Linked DNA regions of Triticum aestivum: all the other regions are linked to region 2. The links are chromatin contacts, called in public Hi-C maps. All regions are on one chromosome and are shown on one strand. Each heading gives the region's core, a stretch centred on a gene start, on an enhancer-like site or on the middle of the called end of the contact. The rest is flanking DNA. Distances are from core to core; before and after follow the strand shown. Region 1 holds the start of LOC123098144 (metal tolerance protein 4). Region 2 holds the start of LOC123098145. Region 3 holds the start of LOC123098143 (ubiquitin-60S ribosomal protein L40-1).

What was found. A called contact is a pair of places that touch in the nucleus more often than the background predicts.
Region 1: a Hi-C map of leaf shows a contact between it and region 2, with 7 times the contacts expected there. The contact joins the promoter of LOC123098144 here to the promoter of LOC123098145 in region 2. A contact is called at or near these places in 3 of 5 Hi-C or Micro-C datasets (all in leaf).
Region 3: a Hi-C map of leaf shows a contact between it and region 2, with 6 times the contacts expected there. The contact joins the promoter of LOC123098143 here to the promoter of LOC123098145 in region 2. A contact is called at or near these places in 2 of 5 Hi-C or Micro-C datasets (both in leaf).

What each region holds. Positions count from the first base shown.
Region 1 is chr4D:394,429,158-394,431,857 of IWGSC CS RefSeq v2.1, reverse strand. It overlaps LOC123098144 (metal tolerance protein 4), which reads right to left and starts at 1,306. Exons shown (of 7, transcript XM_044520044.1): 1 at 953-1,306. The coding sequence starts at 1,139.
Region 2 is chr4D:394,789,109-394,791,808 of IWGSC CS RefSeq v2.1, reverse strand. It overlaps LOC123098145, which reads right to left and starts at 1,284. Exons shown (of 8, transcript XM_044520045.1): 1 at 979-1,284. The coding sequence starts at 1,077.
Region 3 is chr4D:394,329,003-394,331,702 of IWGSC CS RefSeq v2.1, reverse strand. It overlaps LOC123098143 (ubiquitin-60S ribosomal protein L40-1), which reads right to left and starts at 1,292. Exons shown (of 3, transcript XM_044520043.1): 1 at 1,067-1,292; 2 at 790-979. The coding sequence starts at 1,169.

The DNA of each region.
Region 1 (2,700 bases), core at 57-2,556, 360 kb after region 2:
AGAGGAACAAAGTTGGGCAAGTCAGTAGAGATTACAGGCAACAAAATGGAAATGAGCAATGTGCTAGCTATCACAGCTAAAATCACAATACAGTTTCAGGTTAACTGTAAACAGAGGCACACCACGCCATACTGCATCTGCTCATTTTTATGTTCCTGAAATGTTTTTACAGAAAGAATTAAAATAATTCGAATGAGTATTGACCAGAACGGGCACAGAAGGGATATTGGCCCAATCTTAAGCAGCATGGCCTGGTGCCCAGGACCAAGGCAACAAAAGAGAAAGGTGGAAATGTCACCCAGTACACAAACATAACTTGCGTTTACAAGTTGCAAACATAGGAAACAACCACAAAGCACCGAAACATAGAGAGCTCGTGTGTCCATCACAAAGTAAGATAGCTGCTACGCTTGTCAAAAAAATATAGTGTCAAAATAAACACCTCCTTTGGTCCCGGCAATACCGCCATGATAACGGGAAGGTGATGACCAAAAAAGCATCGAATTATCCATGGAATTCCGGAATCCAGAATCACAAGCACACAGGGGCGAACCCAGACTGAAGATTACCCGGTGTCCACATAGAAGAACACATCAAAAAATCAATAACCTACACACTAAATCAATGGATTATCTTAAGCAAGTGTAGATTGGACCCGGTGCCAGTGACACCGGGTAGCTGTACGTAGCTACGCCCCTGCAAGCACAGCCACCAACCATTCAGCCAATCAGCACCAGTTCACCCCACGAGACTCCAACAAGAAAACCCACAAAAGTGCCACCTCCCCCGTAACTAACATGCTGCCAACATGACGACCACGGAAGCCAAACGCCAGCAGAGTGCTTGCCAAAATACGTACAGATCAATCAATCAAGAAGAGAAGAGAAGAGAAAAGGAAGGAGAGAAGAAGCAATGCGAGGTCAGGAGGATGGCCCGCCGAACCGAACCGAACCTTCCAGGAGGCCCTTGGAGCGGGAGAAGTCGACGTGGGACGGCCTCTCCGGGTCGACGGCGTCGAGCACCTTCTTGGGGAGCCGCGACACGAACTCCCCGCGCATCGACCCCACCGAGTTCCGCCGGCCCGCCAGGAGCGGCGCCCGCGCGGCGTCATTGTCCCCGCCGCGCCCGTTCGCCTCCATGCCTCCCTCCCCCCGGAACGCGGCGCGGGTCGAAGCCGCCTCCTCCTCCGCTCCTCCCCCTCCCTCCCTCTTCTCTCTCTGCCGATTTGATCGACCCCTTCGCCGCTTCTTATTTTTGGCGTCTCGTCTGCCCCAGGACCAAAGCCAGGACTCGCCTGCCTGCCTGCCTGCGTGCTGCTCTCTGCCTCTGCGGCCTGTGCGGTGCGGCCGCAATTATAAGCGGACAACGTACCGTCTACGGCCGTGATCGACGCAACGGTTGTGTGCGGCTGCGAAATCGACGGCTCGGATCACGTCATTAATACGAGGGAAATGCTTCAGCTAACACCAGCTATGGCCTACAGAAGAGCTCCAGACCATCGGTCCTGTTCGGCTAGGAGGGAGCATCTTACAAGACCTCTTAACCTAACTGCTAAAATGACATTCCACCTTGTGTTTCTATGGGTGGAGATATTGTATGAAAGTCGAATTTATCCCACCCTCGTTTAGAGTGTGAATACAAAGATGTATTTTATGTTTGGTTTCTTTAAATACTTGTTAGGTCTAATGTACTTAGTTTAATCGAAAATGTTTGATTATGTTTTCTTATTCGCCTTTCTTCTCTTTGTCAAATTTCCCGAAGCTAATGCTATTTTCGGGTAAATCATGGATACAATGTATGCTATACCATGTATTCATTTTCTATTAGCTTTTGTTTGGCAAGAAGATGTTGTAAGTTTCCAATTCATTCTTTAGTACTCTGTCTGCCGAGATGAATGATGTATTCATTGCAAATTCTAAAAATGGGTACTTGACATATTTGTGCTTTATTTTTATTCTAGTAACAACTTTCTTTTGAGCTTCGTTTCACCCATACACTTTGTACGTGTGTGTAGTGTTTTTTATGCTACCATATGGGCAGCTGGTGGTTTTGTTGTTGACTCATGCATGTGAACCGGTGCTACTTAACATGCAAATGCCAAATGGTGTACCTCTCTTGGGTCATTCATTTTGGTAAACTAAGTCATGCTAAACAATGCTTAAAGCAAAAGGCATATCTCCGCCTTAGGTGATGCACTAGCCTAGAAAATGCATGCCTATGGTGTTCTTTTTTGTCTCTCTTTGAAATGGTGTATTTACTTGTAACGATTTCAATGATTTCGATTGGGCACATGTAGAATGGCATGCATACACATGTCTTGAACTTCCCTTTTCCGGTAAAAGCTAATGATTCAAGTTACATTACACGGACGTTTTTTCTAAGTAGCACTTTTATTCAGGTGCTGCAGTGATGAGTAATGCACCCCAATTTCTTGATTTTTTTAAACATACAACAAGGATAGGTGTATAAGGTTGAAATAGAAGATATAGATATGGATACATCCAAAGCATAAAATTAGGTTATTTTGTCCATCACATGGACGTAGGTATATATCTATATCTAGATAGTTCATTGCCTCTAACTAAGTTTGAGTGAACATTTCGCATTATGACTAATGTTTAAGTGCATTGTTTTTCTTTTTCTTGTTAGCCTTACAAAAATTGAAAGCCCGAGTGGGCCCTAAGACCCCAGCCATCACGT
Region 2 (2,700 bases), core at 35-2,534:
AAACGTAAACAAATTTAAAACAATAAATGACATGGCATATTAATATTCCACGACAGAGATACAAAACAAAGCACACTTATTTATTCTACCTGTATCACCATTTGATATCCAATCTAAATTCCACTTGCTGTGCTTGCTAGCTTATCATCCTACTATAATGGAAGGAAGTGAAAGATGTAAAGTATGAAGACTTGGGATCGGAGAGTGAGGTGCATGATTAGTTGATATGAACTCAGTCTCATCACAACTCGGTGAAAATTTCAAGCATATTTTTATCCTGTTTTGAGCCAATAGTTTACATCTCAAGTGTTCTGACAGAATTTTGTTTTCCCAACTTGATCGAGCATTATGACATGCCAGAATTATTGCTTTATATCCTTCTCGAATGAGGAAGAATTAGAAACCAGTTCTAAATCAAGTGTCTCGAGCCTTTGCGAGACGACTCCATCACCGACCACTCCAAATCTCCAATTCAACCCATACCAAAGCAAACTCATAATGAGAAGTATCAATAAGGCCCAATCCTGTTTTCCTATTTAAACATACCAAACCAAATATGCTACTCCAAGGGTTAGAGTCCCGAAGAGCAATGCACCAACTCAAAGTCAATGCAATATAGCTGCCCACAGAGTAACTAGTACTAGTACATATATGCTCGTCAGGGGCACATGGGTAATCCTGTTGAATCTAAGAACCATAATTCACTGGGAACATAAATATCAAAATCCAAGCAAGCTAAGCTTAGTAGGGAGGGGCCAAGGGGCGCGAATCCTTTTTGATATCACCAACTAAAACGCCTCGGTTTCCCCGACACGGTGCCTTTTATGTGAACTACACACCGAACCCGAGCCAATCCAAGGCAGACGCGGGGCAGCCAGCTCAGTCACAGATTCGCAGGGACGACACCGCCGAACCCCAATTCTCACATCTCAAATGAAACCACGGCACAGTACGGAATCGACGCCCACGCAGCGTTACCTTCTGGAGGCGATCGAACGTGATCTCGTCCCGCCGCCGCGACCAGATCCCCGATCCCGAGGCCGAAGCCACGGCCGTCTCCGCCGCGACCCCCGCCATCAAGTCCCCCCGCGGCCCTCAACACGCAACGACGTCTCCGCGCCCGATCTACCGCCGCCGACGCCGGCGGCGACACCTGTGGCCGGAGAGCGAGGGGGCGGGCGCGTCGCCGGAGCTGGGGCCGGGGCCGGGGCGGATCGGCCGCGGTGGTGGCGCCACCGGGGTTTTTGCTGGCGAGAGGGCGAGATGGGGGGGGGGGGGAGGTGGGGAATGATGAGGTGAGGCGGGGCGGGGGGTGGGGTGGGGTAAAAGGAAGAAGATGAGGAGGAAGAGGGGGGAGGGAACGCGACGGCGTCGTACGTTTTTTAACCGCCACGGTCAGGCTAGGCCGCGCGGTTCGATTTCTCTTTCTCTCATGGGTCCGTTCTACTGGTTTCGGGATTTTAGACGGGCTGGTTAAAACAGCCGCCGTGGTTTACCATTGTTACAGGCGTTCGAAATCTGGTGTGGTGTGAGGTGTTTTTGTCCTTGGGTCCTCGTGGAATACCGAATTCCCGTTTCATAGTCGATGGGTGTCACATGATGTGCCACTTGTTTTCGGAGGCAACACATGGTGTGTCATCATAAGTTCATAATGACTAAACTTGAGAATGCATGATCTTTTCACCGAAATACTAATCCCGAGTAGTAGAATAACTTACAGCTTTATTTATGAAAATACTAGTAGAACAAATTGCAATTTTGTTTCCTGTACTTTCCAAGGTTCTTTAGATCTGTCGTTGCACTCTTACGAAGGTTGGTGAATACTTTGAATGTGTATGTACAAGTAGTTTGTGAGCTTGATATAATGGTCATTGTGCGGAGTTACCACTTGTAAAAGTAAGTGTGTCATCCCCCATTCAACTAGTGTCGATTCATACACTAGAACAACGTGCAAAAATCCAAGAGAACATGAAAATAGTTTACATCCTTTTAGAACTTAGCATCAAACTATAGATGCTCAAAGGAAATAAATCAAATCTTATTAGCTTGATATATAATATACAATACAAATAGCCAAATGAATTGAACTCAATATTTATTATATGTGACTAACTAACTATAATTAATAGAATAGTACCACGTGAATCATAAGGGCATTTTCAGATTGATTTGGTCTCTGCGAGGAAAATGATGGCACGGATGTGCCTAGAAAAGGTGATTACAAAGTTTTGGTTTATGAGTTTAGCAGTAGATCTCATCTTGAAGGCAAACAATGAATGTATAAAATGGAGACAACATAAAGATGCTTGTGTCATTTTATTTTCACAATACAAAGGTTTATTTTCTCAAGACAACCAGGTGGATCACATCTTAGATTGTTGTGCGGGATGTTAGGGCTTTCTATTTAACACATGAATAAGAAAAATGATAGGAATGTCATGTACGATAAATTCCTAAAAGATATTAAAACACATCAACTTGATAACCGTAATTTGGATAGTTCATAACATAGAGCTTTGGAGGAATGTCGCTCATGTTGATTTTGTCCCCCATGAAACTAGGGTCCTATGATTGAAAACTTCAGTCCTATGATTCAAAGGGGCAAAATCATAAGGACGAAAAATTCCAAAGAAAATATGAATCATGAAATCCAAAGAAGTCATTGGTAAATAAAAAGGAAGAAATGATATATGGATAAAT
Region 3 (2,700 bases), core at 43-2,542, 460 kb after region 2:
GACTCCTCCTGCCTCCCAGTTGAGGATCCCCAATCTCAGCGCATCCTTCTATCTCAACCTTTAGATGAAGAACAAAGTTGCAGAAACTAAATCCCGCTTAGTTCTTCACCCAAAGGAATAGACTTCACAAGGAACCGCGAGAGAGAAAGACTATACAGTAAAAGATCATCGAGCCAATAATTCATTGCCATGAATGCCAAACTCTGAGCAGCAGAAAATGCAAGAGCCCACAAGAAACGCCCACTTGAACTCTTTATTGAAGAATGCTCTAGGTTATCTCATTACAATACCCAGGTCCATAAATATAACAAAAGGACATGATACAAAGTACAAGTTCACAAATAAAACAGCAAAAAGAATAATGTGGGTATGGATTTTCTTGATGAGAAGATTGAAATGGGTGCTACATCAAGGTAGCTAAATAGTACATTGTGGGTTTATTTTACCAGTTTAAAAGTCAGCGCGGCATGATAAAACTAAACTAAAACTATGTACCCTGACGCATCATGCTAAGATGACTAACTCATTTCCAAAAGTAGCAATAGCTAAGAGGAGTTTATACGATGAAAACGTGGGCTCAACCGAAAAATCGGACATATTTCTATTCTTACTCTTGAAAACAACTGCTGTGCAAGGCATCTAAAAACATATTCTAGTGATATCAAATCTCACTATATGTAAATCATTCACAAGAGATATTTTACATCTAACAGAGAGAAAAATTAATTCTGAAATGATATGTGGTCAAACGTAAAGAAACGAGCTGGCATGTCAGACGACTGCACTTACTTGCGGCAGATCATCTTCTCCTGGTTGTACTTGCGGGCAAGAGCCTGCAGGGATGGCTCGATGATGCCTCCGCGGAGCCTGAGGACGAGATGGAGGGTCGACTCCTTCTGGATGTTGTAGTCGGCAAGGGTGCGGCCGTCCTCCAACTGCTTGCCGGCGAAGATCAGCCGCTGCTGGTCCGGCGGGATCCCTGCCGGAACAAAACAGAGATTAGCCACGGCGGCCGGCAGAAATGAAAGAAAAAGGAAAGAAGAACATCTGAGAAGAAGATACTCACCCTCCTTGTCCTGGATCTTGGCCTTGACATTGTCGATGGTATCGCTGCTCTCAACCTCGAGGGTGATGGTCTTCCCCGTGAGGGTCTTGACGAAGATCTGCATTTTGGCGAAGGGTGTTGAGGCGGCGGCGGCGGCGGGTGAGGCATTTTATAGGGGTCTGGGAAGCTAGGGTTTGGTCTGAGGAAGAGGGGTGTGTGGGGAGTGGGCTGGGCTGCTGAACGGGGCTTTGGAGCCGGAGAGCGCGGCTGGACTTGTGAATTCATTGTTCTAGCCAAGGCCCAGTGAGTGGGTGCTCTGCGTCCTGTGTCGAGTGAAGAAATGGACTCCCTCAAAGAAAAAAGGAGTGAAGAAATGGACAGTCTCATTTTTTTTAAATGGACAGTCTCGTGGAAAGAAATCTACAGAAGCGTGGGCCGCAGGCGATTTTAGGTCGGGCTGGTCCTTGTAGCGCTGAGGCTGGGTATCTATGTATCTGGTACCCCTCAAAAAAAAATCTATGTATCTGGTTTTTCTAAAAAAAAACTGTGTTTCCAGTTAAACTCATAAAACCCGCCAAAAAGTTAAACTCAAAAAGAAATCTCTCAAAAAAATAAACTGAAAAATAAAAGGAAAATGTCACGAATCTACAGACTCATCCACACTTTCGTCAACTGTGTAGCTAGCAGTTGGATCGTTTCAACAAAGGGACCATGTGAAGTCGGAGCAGACGGAATGGAAGCTTCGTGAAACCTTATCTTCTCTCTCGTTCTCTCCTATCCTATCACCGCCATCCTTATCCCCTCACTTCTCATGCTCATTTTTCTTTCTACCATTTCCACCATGGGCATAGGTGCCGATGAGCTCTGAGCCCTCTCTTTCTAGTAGCTACATAAGTGTCTCTCATCGTGTCTCTTTTTCTATTAGTTGTTGCACATGAACTATCTCCCATCCCCGTGTGGTCGCTTGGTCTAGGTCAAGGTCTAGAGGGTCTAGAGGTATCTCCCCAAGTCTCTCCATGATTGCAAGGTCGACGGCTACTGCAACAACCTTATATCCAGTGATGTGGCTCGATGTTACAAGGTGGTTGTGATGCGGACATAACATTGTCCATGTTGCGGAGTGCTAGTGCTTGTCGGCGGGCCTAAACGACTACGAGTTGCAACGTCGTCCATGCTGCGGTCACAACGGTATCTGTGTTGTAGAGCGATTGCAATTGCGGGCAAGTTGCAGATCGACGAGTGCAACATGACCCATGTTGGACTCAGCGAGCGCAACATGGCCAACGTTGCAGTCGGCAAGCGCAACATGGTCTACGTTGCAAACCCGCAGGTCACACTGAATGGCTGACGTGGTTAGATCAGACGCATGTCACACACGAAATCTAACGGCTCGAAAGCCAGCCAATCTGCTCTTTGCGTGAGCCGGCGAACGCCTAGCATCGTCCAAAAAATGTGTTTCTTGTTTCTTTTTCATTCCTTTTTTGCTAGGGACAATCAACTGTCATTACTACATGATACCCCAAGCATTGTTACAGAGGTTTTGCAACGATAATTGATGAGTTGATAAATTTCTAAAACCGTGGGAAAAAACTGAGACATACCACCAACATACGCAAACATGTCCGGCCAAGCAAGCCCCTCATAGGGTATCCGGA